2 separate regions of the Mus musculus genome follow, and region 2 is linked to region 1. The links are chromatin contacts, called in public Hi-C maps. All regions are on one chromosome and are shown on one strand. Each heading gives the region's core, a stretch centred on a gene start, on an enhancer-like site or on the middle of the called end of the contact. The rest is flanking DNA. Distances are from core to core; before and after follow the strand shown. Region 1 has its middle 86 kb from the start of Gm52804. Region 2 has its middle 15 kb from the start of Sema3a.

Region 1 (7,621 bases), core at 3,555-6,054:
AAAGCCAGAATACAAAACTTCTGAGAATTGCATGAAAATACATAACCTACAAGATCTCTGAAACACAATGAAGACAGCCATTTTGGTTTTTTTTCTTTTGTTTTTTGTTGTTGTTGTTGTTTGTTTGTTTGTTTGTTTATTTTTCAAGAAAGGGTAAGATCTACCTGCCTCTGCCTCCTGAGTGCTAGGATTAAAGGCCTGTGCTACCACTGACTGGTAATGTGAGGTGAGAATTCTTTGTTTGCAAAATACATGAAACTCAAGAATAATGAAGAACAAAGTGTAGACTCTTTGCTCCTTCTTAGAATTGGGAACAAAACACCCATGGAAGGAGTCACAGAGACAAAGTTTGGAGCTGAGACGAAAGGATGGACCATCTAGAGAGTGCCACACCCAGGGATCCATCCCATAGTCAGCCTGCAAACGCTGATACCATTGCATATGCCAGCAAGATTTTGCTGAAAGGACCCTGATATAGCTGTCTCTTGTGAGGCTCTGCCAGAGCCTGGCAAACTCAGAAGTGGATGCTCACAGTCAGCTATTGGATGGAACACAGTGCCCCCCCCCAATGGAGGAGCTAGAGAAAGTACCCAAGGAGCTAAAGGGGTCTGCAACCCTATAGGTGGAACAACAATATGGACTAACCAGTACCCCCGGAGCTTGTGTCTCTAGCTGCATATATAGCAGAAGATGGCCTAGTTGGCCATCATTGGGAAGAGAGGCCCCTTGGTCTTGCAAATTTTATATGCCTCAGTACAGGGGAACGCCAGGGCCAAGAAGTGGGAGTGGGTAGGGAGGGGGGTGGGGAGGGAGGAATGGGGTACTTTTGGGATAGCATTTGAAATGTAAATGAAGAAAATACCTAATTAAAAAAATAAAGATGTAAATAAATAAATAAAAAGAAAAGAAAAAGAAAATTGAAGGAATCCAAATCTGAAAAAAAAGTATCTTTGCAGATTTTATACACACACACACACACACACACACACACACACACACACACGCATGATGGGACAGTAAAGATTCTAACAAACATACTTTTTGAGATGACAAATAATTTCAGGAAAGTTGCAGGGTACAAACAAAATTCATACAAATTATCAGAAGCCTTTCTATGTACCAATAACCAATGCACAGGAAAAGAAATGAGAGAAACTATCCTATTTATCAAGTCTCACTTCATTCACACCCAAGAAAAATACTCTACCAATAAAGCTAAGCAAAGAAAAGACAATGAAATTCTAGTCCAAGTCAGAGAGAACCTGAGTGATAGGTACATTAGAAGAGGCAAAGCCTTTCCATGCTCACGGGTGGCTAGAAGTAACCTAGTGATTATTATAAAACTCAATCCTACCCTAAAAAAAAACAATAAACATTGTAATCACCCCAAATCCTAATGTCATTCTTCACAGACATAAAAAGCAACCCCAAAATTCACATATCCTATGCAATACTGAACAAAAGAATGCTGCATGAGATATCACAATACCTGAAGCCACTTTATATAGCTGGGACAAAGTAATTAAAACTAGTATGGTACTGGCACACCAAGAGACACAGCACGGATCAAGGGCATAGAATTGCGGACCCAGATATAAGTCTACTCTACTATGGTTTACCTGATTTTTAACAAAGAAAGGGTAAATACAATGGAAAAAAGTCAGGCTATGTTAGGAAAATTGGGTTTCCAAATGAGAAGGAGGAGGAGAATGAGAAGAAGGGGAGAGGAAGAAGAAATAGAGAGAGAGAGAGAGAGAGAGAGAGAGAGAGAGAGAGGAAGAAAGAAAGAAAGAAAGAAAGAAAGAAAGAAAGAAAGAAAGAAAGAACGAACTCTGAGTAGATCAGAAACTTCAACATAAAGACCTGATAGACAGAAACTACTACAGAAATCGAAAAGATGATGATGATGATGACGACGAAGACAATGACGATGATGATGATAAAGAACCAGCAGCAGCAACAGCATAAACAGCTGACTATCTGAGTAAGATGCCAGATCAGATACATAGGAAACAAGACCAACAATCAACAAATAGGATGTCATTATAAACATTTCTAAATTACAAAGTGAGTTAATGGAAAGCCAACAGGATGGAGAATGGGAAAAAATTTGACTGATACGGGATTAATATTGAACCTCCCCGCCCCGGAAGAAAATCCTAAAGTTAGACGCTAAGAAAACAAACAACTCAGTTAACAATGGACTATAGATCTGAACATAGTATTCTCATAAGAAGAATTACAGATGGATCAGAAATACTTTAGGCGTGCTAAACATTCTCAGCTATCGGAGAAATTTAAATTAAAGCATGAAGCAAATGGACATGAAAATTCCTTTGGCAGTCTATGCTCATTAAATGGTGGGTGGACAGGGGACAGTGGAGCACAAGTGAACTGGGAAAACAATGAGGGAATACTGAGAATTAAGGGATTAAGTGTAGATGAAATAGGATGGATGATAGACAGATTAGAATTTGGGATAATAAGTATCTTAATTAACTTAAACTAAATAATAATAATTAATAATAATAATAATAATAATAATAATAATAATAATAATAATAAATCTACAGAAAGCCTAATGGAACTACAATAGTGTTTAGGTTAATTGCAAAATACAACATTAAAAAATAAGTACCCTGTAAGCATACATAATTTCCCTATCACATGACATGATTTATCAATTAAAATTCACAGGACACAGCATGTGCTATCTTACTATGAGTTCCTGTTCAGGGAGCCCCAGAAGGAACCAAAATAACACAGGTTATTGGCATTGTCCTTGGTTGCCCGTAACTACATGGCGAGATGCCATACATATAACCTGGAGGACATGAAAAACTCAGTGTCAAACTGTGCGTGAAACTTTCTCCATGATATCTGGATTACATAGCGCTGGAAGGTGCTAGGCAGTTTGAAGTGGGAGAAAAGACATCAATGTTTTTAATCCACACTGTGCTATGAATGCCACAATACCAACCTGGCCAGCAAGTTGTGCTTACTAATACAGTTGTAGCATTAACGTAATGGGTAACTAACTAACCACTTCTCAACTAGACTAGGAGCTTGATCCACAGGGTCCAGCATTTTATGCCTTATATTGTAATCTTTATCTAAAGCCTGTGGCTGGGTAGATTATGGTCTCAGGGTAGAAGTCTGTTTTTGCTATTTTACTGAGAGATCATGCTTTCTACATGTTTATGTTTATAATCACAGACCAAGGCTGTGAGCATCCTTTATCAGAGAAGCTTCCTTTTGCAATGTATGGTGTCAATGGTAAGAAGCATAACTAGTTAGAGAGCTACAAACAGGAGAGTTAGTGCTTAGCCCTAATCCAGGCATCCCTGTTAACTCCACTGCCATTAAGGGTCATGAGCACAGAGGAAAAGGAGGGAAAGAATGTAAGAGCCAGAAGATGGAAAGGCATGCTGTGGACTGCTGTCTTCTAGATACAACCCTGCTCTTACGATAATGAGCTGACTGTAACTATGGTTACTAGCGCAAGACTTGTGCAATACTGACCCAGAATGGATGGGGAGGGATGCTCTCCAAGCCTTGCTCCATATTGAGGAGCCATTGCAACTGTTAGTTGCTGGTGAAGGAAGAAGTGTTCTTTTTTCAAGATATGACCACTGGTAGGTTTCTCATGCTCCAGTGGATGGCCCCGTGCCTATGCTGAGAGGGGTGTCATTTTAACTGGATTTCATGGTTTACATATGATACTGGAAGGCACATGTCAGGGTAAATATGAAGAAAGTTAAGGGGAGAAATATGGGGTAGATATGATTGTATTTCATTGCACATTAAAGTATCAATTTCTCAAAAAATAAAAACTAAGTTAAATTTTAAAAGAACATTTAAAAACATAGAATTGTAACAGATATTTTATTCATTAGTCCAAAGTGTTCACAGTGAATAAACAATATTCTATATAATAAATAGGATTGTGAAAAATAATGTGATACTTGATTATGTCTTCACTTTCTTCTCACATTGCTATGCTAAGCACTCTGGCTTTAAAGACACAAAGAAGCTACTGATCTCTTCAAAGAGATGATGGTTTCATTGAAGTCAAACAGTAGCTGGGAGTCCCGACCCTGTAGAGCACTTCTCTCCCTTACCTGCAGGAATGAAGGTGCCCCTTGATGAGTTGTTTCCTTTGTCACCTTACAGGCTGTCCCATGGATTGTGCTTTAAAAATACCTGGAAAACAAGGCAAATGAACAAAGCTTTAACTTTTTGACCTTTCTGAAATCCCCAACTTTCTTTTAAACCTTTAAGATTATTATTGAAACCCATCTCTCCACACCCTGAAACTGTTTCTGTTCAGCAATGCTAACCTCTGTGTTCTCTCATCACTGGCCTCTCAGGGCATGCTTATCTCTTGCTTCTTCCCAAATTGGATCCCAGAGATCATTTCCATCATTTCTGTGTTAAATTTGGCTCATGTCTCTCACTCTCCATTTAGCTGACTTATCTCTTCAGACAAAACCTGTTCACCCTTCAGCCACTAGAGACATTTCCGGCCTTCTATCTTCACAGTGCTGCGGGACTCAATCTTTCCACTGTTTCTGCTGAACTCACTATGGGCAGTCCCATCAGGATCTGATTCCCCAGAAAGCATGCTATTTTTCTTGAACACAATTATTTACAAATGGTCTTCTTAAAACGTTATGGCAAGCTTTTTTGGAAGAACTTGAATAAGAATTCTGGATTCTGGTTGTCATGCTCGTGTGACCCAGCAGCCACAGCTCTGGTCTCTGTGGTATGAGGGGTAGATAGAGTGGTGACTAGATTAATGAGTCACTCACATAGAGGCTTTAGCCTTGGAAACGGAATCCACAAAGACACATGAGAGAAAGAGGCTCTTAGAAAACAAGAGCAAAATAAATTTCCAGCAAGAAATGACCTGACCAGAAATTCAGCAGCACCCCTCCTTCCCTCCGGAAATGAAAAAGTCTCCCTTTGGAGTTTATTCACACAGGACTACAGGGTCGTGTCTTAGTTGGGAACAATACATTTCCAGACAAATGTCAGTTGCTTTGGTGGTGTTTTATCCCACATGATAGTATTCTCATTGTCACAGGCAGGGGCAGCGTTAGCCACTCTTTGGCTATGCGTTAGGTAAAAGACTGTTTTAGAAACAGAATGTCATGAAAACTGTGTGTCAGCTCCAAGCACAGAACCAAAGACATACGCTGCTATTTGTTTTCTTGTGGTTTACATTTGCCAAGATAGATACCTCTGGCTAGCATGTTGTTGACAGAAAAATGATGAGAAACCCATGCAACAGGAAGGCCATGGCCAAGGGGTATCCATCCAGTCCATCAGGTCAGTGACAATGGCCAAACTTCAGAAGCTGCAAGAGCTGACATTAGGTGAGCCCAGGTGTCTGCTTTCTGTTCTGTTAGAAGGCCACTGAATTAACCATGGTTCCTTTTTCTTGTGCTATACTGTACATTCAATACAGTAGTGTATCAGATAAGACAAAATTATCTGCAACTTATGTTTAATTCCAACATTCCCTTGTCAATGTTCTTTCACTAGAAAAGAGCTAATTTTTCATAATGAAAAGGATTAATCCTAAATGGCAGCTTTTTGTTAGAAAATAAAATAACAGGAATATAATACACCTAAAAAATCAGCATGTGCTTTCTTAGATCTAAATTTCTATTTCTTGTCCCACAGCAATGAACCAGATGCCAGAATCATGCTTCGATTTTCTAGCAGAGTCTGATATTTGTTTCTGTGTCTCTCAATGTTAGCCTTACGTTACAGTCCTTAGGAAGAGAAGAGAAACAGTATAATCACAGACAAATTGCAGAGGTGTTATGCAGAACTATTTGTCCCTAAAAATGATTAAGATTTTGTATTTTCTTCTGAGCCTCCGGGCTTTATCACAAAGAAGATATTAGGAATAGCATTCAACTATGTAATATGTATTAACTTCTCAAGTATACAGCAAATAGAAGTGAGTAGTACTATTTGAAAGTTTAACTTATACTTGTTAGCATTTAATGTGTATTCTTATGATCCACAACATTTTTAAAAGGTAGTTATTAAAGTTTAACATGATATTATTTAAGGAGACAAGGGGTCCAGTAGAACAGTCTGAGCCAAACAAAGCACTATTATAGAAACATGATTAATAAGGCCTGAGTATGAGATCAGGAGAGTACAAGTGTCCCATGCAACCTTCCTAGGGCAGCAGCTCGGAAGAAAATCAGGATAAATGGATACTGAAGGGTACAATGTCAAGGCAGTGCTGCATTACTGGAGAGAGAAAGAAGAAAAAAAACAGATCCACGAAAGACAGTGTAAGTTAATACATGCATGGTTAGCCAACAATTCTGTTTGGGAAAATGAACTAAAACAGTAGTAATAAATTTTGGGGGAATGATACTTACACAAAACTTCATAAAAGTGGAATTAGAAAACATCTATGTCCCTTTAAATGAAATGTACTTACTTTATACAATATAGACACTACACATAAGATGCCTATTTATTAGACACACATTTCATGCATATGTTTTTAGCAATGCACATGTGTACGTTTGTTTATAACTGTGACTTTATTCAGTGACAATTCATAAACATATCCTAATGATATTTTATGAAAGAAAAACTATGAACTTTTCCTAAATATAGGACAGAATAGCTGTATGTGTGTATACAGAAATAAATGTATGCATGGATGCTTAAAAAATCAGTGGTCCAGTTACTAAAATCTGTTTTTGAATTACTTATCAGTGTTTCATAAATTTTATAATTTTTATATTTTCTTCTATTTATTTTAATAATGATAAAATAATCTCTGAGAATTGAATAAATAAAAAAACAAAATAATATATTTAATGTTTCTCTACACGCATTTAGAACAGACAAGTACAAAATTTAGACAAGTGAGCTTCTAGTAATACAGTCTAATGAACTGATAACTCTGTATTGATGATGCTAGGTATTTTCAGTAAAGAATTTAATCGTTTTTAAAATAGATGATTATCAAGTTTATAGGGAACCATAATATTATTGCATATACTAGATATATACAACTGAAATATATACTTGCTCATACTTGTGCATGACAGTACTATACACCATGGCTCATTTGTTAGACCACTAGGAAGGTATATGGATGCATTAAATAAGTTTGGCTCCTTCAAGCAGAAATTTCTGGGGACAAAGCCTCATCATTGAGGATATCATGTGTGCAAACTACACAGAAACATTGTTCACACATACCATTTCCTCTTATTCTTCTAAATACCTATGCAGTAACACCTGCCTACAACTCCAGATTTGCTTAGCAATGGTGTAAGGGCTCTGGGACATCATTCACAAAACTACTCACCTGTTGGGAGCCACCCTCACATTTGCCATTATAAGATGGCACTGACAGCTGTGTTCTAAGTGGTAAACATAATCTGCACACGTGCAGGGGCAGTTTTCCCGCCATGTGTTCTGCCTTTCTCATGATGACAACTGGGCCGATGGGCTGCAGCCAATCAGGGAGTAATACATCCTAGGCGGAGGATAATTCTCCTTAAAAGGGACGGGGTTTTGCCATGCTTTTTCTCTCTCTTGTTCTTGCTTTTTCTCTCTCTTGTTCTTGCTTTCT
Region 2 (7,621 bases), core at 2,395-4,894, 160 kb before region 1:
GTCTCACAGAACTGGGGGCATCCCAGACCTGATTCTGCACTGTAAGCGAAACCTCTGTACAAATAGACCGTGTTTGGAGCATGCGTGGAGGTACTCACTGTGCCAGTAAAGTCAGATTTCAGAGTTGTTTTATTTAATATCACAGTTTTAATTACAACTCTTCAGTGGTGAGACTCATGATCTGCTCCCTGTGAGTCCATTGTACAACCCTTTTCACACAGTGGAACTCAAAACATTTACATGGCTGCCTTTACAACTCTTGTCTTAGTTCCTGTGCAATGTAGGGTTAGCAGCAAGAAAGAAAGCTGACTGTCAAATTGTTATACTCAGATGAATAGCCAAAACAGGATGGAAAATAACTTCTGAGTGTTTTCAGAGTCCTATCGTTCCATCAAAACTTTCTTCAAAATATTCAATAAGTTCCATAACTCATTGAGATTGATCTGGAATTCAATTTACAACATTCCGACAATGGGTCATCATTATTTAGTTTTATAGAAAGGTTAAAAAATTTATTTGCTAACGTGGTTAAACTAAAGAAGCCTTAGTTTGCGATGTTCAGAAAAGTATACAATAGGGTGATGAAATGCCCTTTAATAGAATTTCATTGCATATAGGTCTGATAGAACTGAGTTTCATCTGCACAGTTCTCTCAAGCTGAAAGTCAGGTGTTGCACAATTTAAGAGGTAAGGCCTCTTCTTGTTTAAGTAGGTGTGGGAAAAATGTGTCTCCCTTTTCCCAAGAGGTCAGTGGGTGTGTTGGTACAAGAGCTAGGTTTCCAGACAACTACTGTGCAGTTGCAGCTGTCACTAGAAAAGACTGAGAGTGTATACAAACAGAGGACCTTAAAACAATGATGGGTGAGGAGAAGGAGGTTATGTGTTTTCCTTCGCACAGTATTATATATTTATAAATAGACACACCAATACACAGAGAGAGTCACATGTGCGTATATGAGCAAGCATGTATACACATGTATGCATATTTATATAAGAATGTATGTCTGAGTCTGCTTGCTTCTCTGTTGCTATCATTAGAAATAATGACCAAGACAGATGATAGAAAGGAGAGTTCATTTGGGCTATGGTCCAGAGAGATGGAAGTCTATCATTCCAGGCAAGTATGGCGCTAGACAGATACTGTGGCTAGAGCAAGCAGAGAGATTGCTTCTTCAAACTAAAATGGAAAAAAGAGACAGCAAACCAAAAGTGACACAGGGCCTTAAAGTATTAGAGGCAGGACCTAGTGATGTATTTCCTCCAGCAAGTGTGCTCTTCCCTCCAACAAGGATACTCCTCCTTCCCCCAGCAAGGGTGCTCCTCCTTCCAGCAAGGGTGCTCCTCCTTCCAGCAAGGGTGCTCCTCCTAAGCCTCCCCCAATAGACACCAAGTAGGAACCAAATCTTCACATCTGAAACTTTGCGGGTCATTTGTCACTTAAACCAGCATAATTTCCATGTACATGTGTATACTTACAGTTATCCAAATATTATATGAGTATATACATGTGTAAACTTAATGTAATTTTAAAATAATTATTTAGCTTTTGTAGCAGGTGGCATGCTAAAGTTGTAAGAATTCTGAGATGAGCGAGCACACTACCAACCACCCAGGGATTGCATTTCAAGGGAGAAACAACATAATCTTACCTGTTAGGAGCACACAGAAACCTTCTTGTAATGCCAAGGTATAAACTTTAAAAAATATTTTCTCCTGCATTATAAGTGTTTAGTTAAACTCAGACATTTTCTAGTAGTGTGTCATAAAATATTTCTCTCCTGTCTCAAATGATACAAATTCTTCTGGGCATTTTGGCATCTGAAGCATTGGTGGAACGCTGGGCCTTGGTCATTTTTGGTAATAAAACTTAGTCAACTGTGTTTACATTTACTCGTATTTACAATAAAATAATAAGAAATCTCCCTAAAGTTTCTCTGTTCTCATAATTTTATTTTTTAAAATGATCTTTATCACTTTTTTTCCGGAAGTCAGAAATTAGAGTAATTTGTCAAATAAGAAGGTGGACCATTTCTTTACATTTATTACTTCATTATACATTCTGCTAAAGGTAAACACAGTCAACTAAGTTTTGTTACAAAAATGAGTACCACATATTTATAATACATAGGAAAATGACATTAAACATCTAACAACTATGTGACTTTTGTAGGTAAGGGGTTATTATTCTATTTATACAGTGATTCCAATTTAACTACCAAGAGAACTGGTTTTATGTAAATAATGAATAGTATTTTCATTCTAATATTATCTTTTCCTTCCACATATTTAACTACATATTTCCTAACAACACAATTATTTTTCTTATTTTTTATTTTGTTAAAAATTCATTGATGGAATTTGGTTTAAAATAGAAAGATAGGAAAGAATATTCTAAGGCAACTTCTTAGTGATTTTACTGGTTTGGAAAATGAGCCATCTACTCTCCCTGATGTCAAGTGCGAGTAACAGCAGAAGAATTTATTTAATTATTCCATATCGTGAAATGTATGTGTTGGTATGCATTTGTATGTTTGCAGGCTTTTGTTTAATGTAAATGAGAGACTACATTATTGAACATATATGGAATACAGGGCAGTATATTGAGGGGAGTTCAATGTGAACACTGCTCCCAGCCTTGGCATTAGTCAGTTATGGTGCTGCAGAGTAGATTTCTCAGGGCCTCAATATGCTCTACAGATAAATTAATTGGACCAAATAAACTGAATCCCCATTTCCTTATAATTCTGACAATACTATGTTCTAACACATTTACTTGATATAGTGTAAAATTTTATCTCACTTTTGGAAATATTTAATTATTTTGCTTAAGACTAAAATATAATGGACTCAAACTCATCTATATAAGTTATAATTTAAGTTTGGAGATAGATATACACGTTATTTTTAAGATTCTTTCATTCAAAATATTTTATAATATATGTTATCATATTTGTTTGTTTGTTTGTCTTTCAAGACAGAGTTTCTCTGGGAAGCCCTGGCTGTCCTGGAATCCACTCTATAGACCAGGCTGGCCTTGAGCTCAGAGAGTCCCTTGCCTGTGCAAGAAGTAAAGTCATGTGCCACTGGCACATGACCACTTGGCGTGTTTGTTATCTTTAATATCAAAGTATTAACTCATTAAACAAAAACATTTATAATATACATTCTAAACTAGAATACATAGTAATAGTTCAGGATAAGCATAAATTCTATGTTTTTGATGTTAACTTTAACTACTATGGTGCAAAAGTTTTAGAGCTGTTTGTACATTTACCATTCACATTTTTGTGTTCTCATTTGACTTTATTAAGATATACATTGGTAAAGATAATATTATTGGGAAAAGTAACTTACTTTAGGAAATGTTTAAACATGCATTTAAACATGGAGATCATTTTTATGCACTTAACTAGTTAATCTGGGGAAATTATTTTAACAAGTTTGTATTCCTGCTCTGCAGGGAGCCTAAATTAATAAAATATACTAAAAATACAGATAGAAAATATGCATTCCTTGTTCAGGTATCTCAGCCAATAGACATTCAACTCAAGTGAGGTTTTACAAGGGGCTTTCTGTGGGAGACAAAGCTGTTGCTTGAGTTGTTCTTAAATGATGAGTAAGAGCAGCTGAAGAAAGAGGAGGCGGTCACACCAGGACTTCAGCCAATGCACAAAGCCACAAAATAAGAGAGCATGTGTGAGTGCAGGAAATGGGAGCAATTTCGTCAGTAAAAGGATGTAAATTGCAAAGAGAGAAAGGAGAAATCAGCAGGGTCCAAATCAAAAGACATCTCTACAGTCACGCTTGTAATCTTGATGTGGGTGATGAAGTGCCGCAGAGGCTGGAAAGGAGGAGACCATCATAAAAGATCTGCCTTGTAGAAAAGGAGTCCTATTTCAGAGGAAGATGCATTCATTGGTATACGACTGGGAAGCTAGGCGGTCAAGGAAGCTTATTTTAATTATCTATACAAAGAGGAAACTAGGCTACCAATCATGGCAGTGGCATACTAAGAGAAGAGGTAAGACAAATCTAGGATACATAGGAGCCAAAATTTGCTAGTCTTGAGGAAGTGAGGTTAAGGCTAAGGATGGATATGTGAAAAGTGAGATGTTTCTAACAGTTTTACCCATGATTTTGGCAAGATGGGTAGAGCCACTAATCATTAAGACCCGGAGAACACGAGCAGGTATGCCTGGGATAGCAAAGGGAGTGCAATCCTGAACTTGTTGGTTTAGGACAGAGTATCAACGAGTATTTTAGGTACACACAGACAGTTGAACAAATTAGTTTAAAGCTAAATTGCCAGAGGCAAAAATAGGAGTATATGTGGGAGTGAGGGCTAGGATAGAGAGGGAAAGTAAGCTAAGAACAGAACTCTGGAATACAATAAAATACAGGCAGAGGAGAAAAGTAAAAAACAAGGAAAGGAGACCTATCAGGTAAGGAGTGCAGGAGGAAATGCCACGGCAATCCAGGCATTATAGAACCATTATAGGAGGTCAGTAAAGGTGGGAAGAGGTTCTGATGCTGCTGGTACCTGTAGGGTTTGAAGCAGGAGGATGATAGCCATCCATGCATAAAGAGTGATCCTGGTGTTGGCAATAGGGTCCACAGAGCAGCAGTTTGGATATACACAGTACACCATAAGCAATTACCTTGTCAGCTGATTTTGGCGATTCAGCCTTCTGTCTTCTCAAGTCTCAAAGGCAGGTGGGAATTAAAAATTGTTTTTTTTATTCTAAGTTTCATGATGAAATTTGAAAGATGTGCCCTTAGTGATACTAGAGCACACAAGGGTTTACATCCATTGTGGCAGCATCACACCAATTAATTCTTTTTGTTTCCACATGATTGAATTTGTTTCTCCATTCCACCCTCCCAAGTGTCTCCAAGGCTCCAAACACAAATTGATTCTCTGATCACAATGTAATATTATGCCCTTAGCTTTTTACGTAGGTTGATATAACAAATGACCTGGTAAGGAATAGCCCCACAATGTCTGCAAAGCCACTATTCATTATAGGAGTCAACATCTCAAATAATGGTATACATGATAAATCCTCTTCTAGAATTTAGTGCCAGGAAAGATTTTTTCCTAATGAAGAGCTGATATACTCCACTTTATCAGTTAATGGAAATGTATTTCCTTTTTAACCTTGGCAGTGGGGAAATTTAAAATGAAATCTAATCCTTGTGTGTAGAAACTACTGTCTCTTTTCTAGCTGGGAACTGTACTCCCTATTTTCTTTTCTTTTATTATTTTTCTCATTCTGTAATATTACACTTTGTTATGTGTATCCAAGTGCATGTATATAGTGTATATCCGAGCAGTCATTAATCCTGTTACAACATAAGGTGAAATTAACAGCAACAAAACATGTGAACAATGAAACATTTTCTTGGAGTCTGGTTTCTTTTTCCTTACTATTTTTGATGTTATCTCTTCCCTCCTATGTGTTTCAGAATGTGCTGTTCACAAAGAAGTGTTTATCTCTATGGAATTATATTAAATATAAACTCTTCTGTATTTGGATTTTCTTATCAGTTTTATTTTTCTTTAGCTCTACACTTAATTTAAGAAAAAGGATGCCAAAACCCCTCACCTTGAAATACTGACTATTTACTTACTATGTTTTCCTTAATTCTTTTTTTTTTCCATTTTTTATTAGGTATTTAACTCATTTACATTTCCAATGCTATACCAAAAGTCCCCCATATCTACCCACCCCCACTCCCCTGCCCACCCACTCCCCCTTTTTGGCCCTGGTATTCCCCTGTACTGGGGCATATAAAGTTTGCAAGTCCAATGGGCCTCTCTTTCCAGTGATGGCCGACTAGGCCACCTCTCCTGGGCATATATCCAGAAGATGCCCCAACAGGTAAGAAGGACACATGCTCCACTATGTTCATAGCAGCCTTATTTATAATAGCCAGAAGCTGGAAAGAACCTAGATGCCCCTCAACAGAGGAATGGATACAGAAAATGTGGTACATCTACACAATGGAGTACTACTCAGCTATTAAAAAGAATGAATTTATGAAATTCCTAGCCAAATGGATGGACCTGGAGGGCATCATCCTGAGTGAGGTAACACATTCACAAAGAAACTCACACAATATGTATTCACTGATAAGTGGATATTAGCCCCAAACCTAGGATACCCAAGATATAAGATATAATTTGCTAAACACATGAAACTCAAGAAGAATGAAGACTGAAGTGTGGACACTATGCCCCTCCTTAGATTTGAGAACAAAACACCCATGGAAGGAGTTACAGAGACAAAGTTTGGAGCTGAGATGAAAGGTTTTCCTTAATTCTTAATTATATAATTCTAATCCTGGTAGCAATTAACAAAAGTACCACTGGTGATTTTTTTCCAGAACATTTAACTGCATTTAGAACCACTTAATTTTGTAATCTAATTCAAGTATCTCCTCTGATGTTCACTGTTCATAACATTTTTTTTTTGTATGTGAAACTGCCAATGCCTCATATTCCTTAAACAGAAATTTTGAAGGGAGGTGCCAAGAGAGGTATACATGAAAAGGGGATGGCACATTATATTCAAAATAATGTAGAGTTTAAAGTGTTAGTACAAAAACTAACAAAACCTGTTTTTCTGGGTTGGAAATCCCAAGATATTCTTCTTGGATAAACTCCTTTCATCTTTTAGGATTAATCTCAGATCAACTCCTTTCAAATCCTTGCCTTCAAATCAAGGTCATTATCTGGGCTCTTGGTACTTTGTCCTTAAACACTATAATGAATCTGAACGTATAATATTTCTCTTTGTATTTAACATAAAGAGCATACATTAATGTCCATTTTTTCTTTTTTTCTTTTTTCTTTTTTTTTTTTTTTTTTGAGACAGGGTTTCTCTGTATAGCCCTGGCTGTCTGGAACTCACTTTGTAGACCAGCCTGGCCTTGAGCTCAGAAATCTGCCTGCCTTTGCCTCCCGATTAATGTCCATTCTTGAAGTCTGCACTTTATCAATGGCTTGATAAAAGAGTTAAGAGGTTACTTGTATAAAAGTTGAAGACAATAGAGCTTCACTATCAATGTCAGATATTTTGCATTCTGTTATTAATATAATTATGCAGTTGGTAATGACATTTTACCATTGGCATGAAGAGGTAAGAAAATTAGTAATAGCAAGAATGTAAAAATTTGGTAAATAAAAGTGACTCTTATCAACTCGATGTTAAATCATTAGACTTCTTTGGAGTGACAAAGAAGTTTAATTTAATTGCCTTCAAATAATTGAATATATTCTATAAGAAAGAGACTTCCTAAACATCTAGCCTAATAAACATACATAGACAGGTAGTTCATGAAGAGGGACACCAAGAGGAAGAACCAACAGTTATTCTTAGAGTGCAGCTGCAACTCATCTCTCAGTTGACAGCACTGAAAAGGGACATTTTCCTAGGCTGGTAGCATGATGCACTTCCTACCCATGTTGGGTATGATACCAACTTGTTTGGTTTTATTTCCAAATCATCTGCTTATAAGGAGAGACTATGATTAATATGAAGACATACATGTCATAGGTTCTGTGATTTTGAATTTTACTCTATAGTTTCCAAGTAAACATGATATATAAGGTGATGGA

What was found. Hi-C and Micro-C count contacts between places; a contact is called where the count stands out from the background.
Region 2: a contact with region 1 is called in a Hi-C map of the C2C12 cell line, with 1.7 times the contacts expected there. The contact joins two enhancer-like sites. A contact is called at or near these places in 1 of 15 datasets of contacts at CTCF or cohesin (the NIH/3T3 cell line) and 1 of 484 Hi-C or Micro-C datasets (the C2C12 cell line).

What each region holds. Positions count from the first base shown.
Region 1 is chr5:13,226,949-13,234,569 of GRCm38.p6, reverse strand. It overlaps a transcript of Sema3a not described here. Among named protein-coding and RNA genes, the nearest start is that of Gm52804, 86 kb to the right of the region's middle. Within about 2 kb of position 4,804, at least 8 of the 459 cell types and tissues checked have an H3K27ac peak or open chromatin away from gene starts, as enhancers often do. A contact at or near this core is called in the C2C12 cell line, where this site is marked.
Region 2 is chr5:13,380,959-13,388,579 of GRCm38.p6, reverse strand. It overlaps a transcript of Sema3a not described here. Among named protein-coding and RNA genes, the nearest start is that of Sema3a, 15 kb to the left of the region's middle. Within about 2 kb of position 3,644, at least 11 of the 459 cell types and tissues checked have an H3K27ac peak or open chromatin away from gene starts, as enhancers often do. A contact at or near this core is called in the C2C12 cell line, where this site is marked.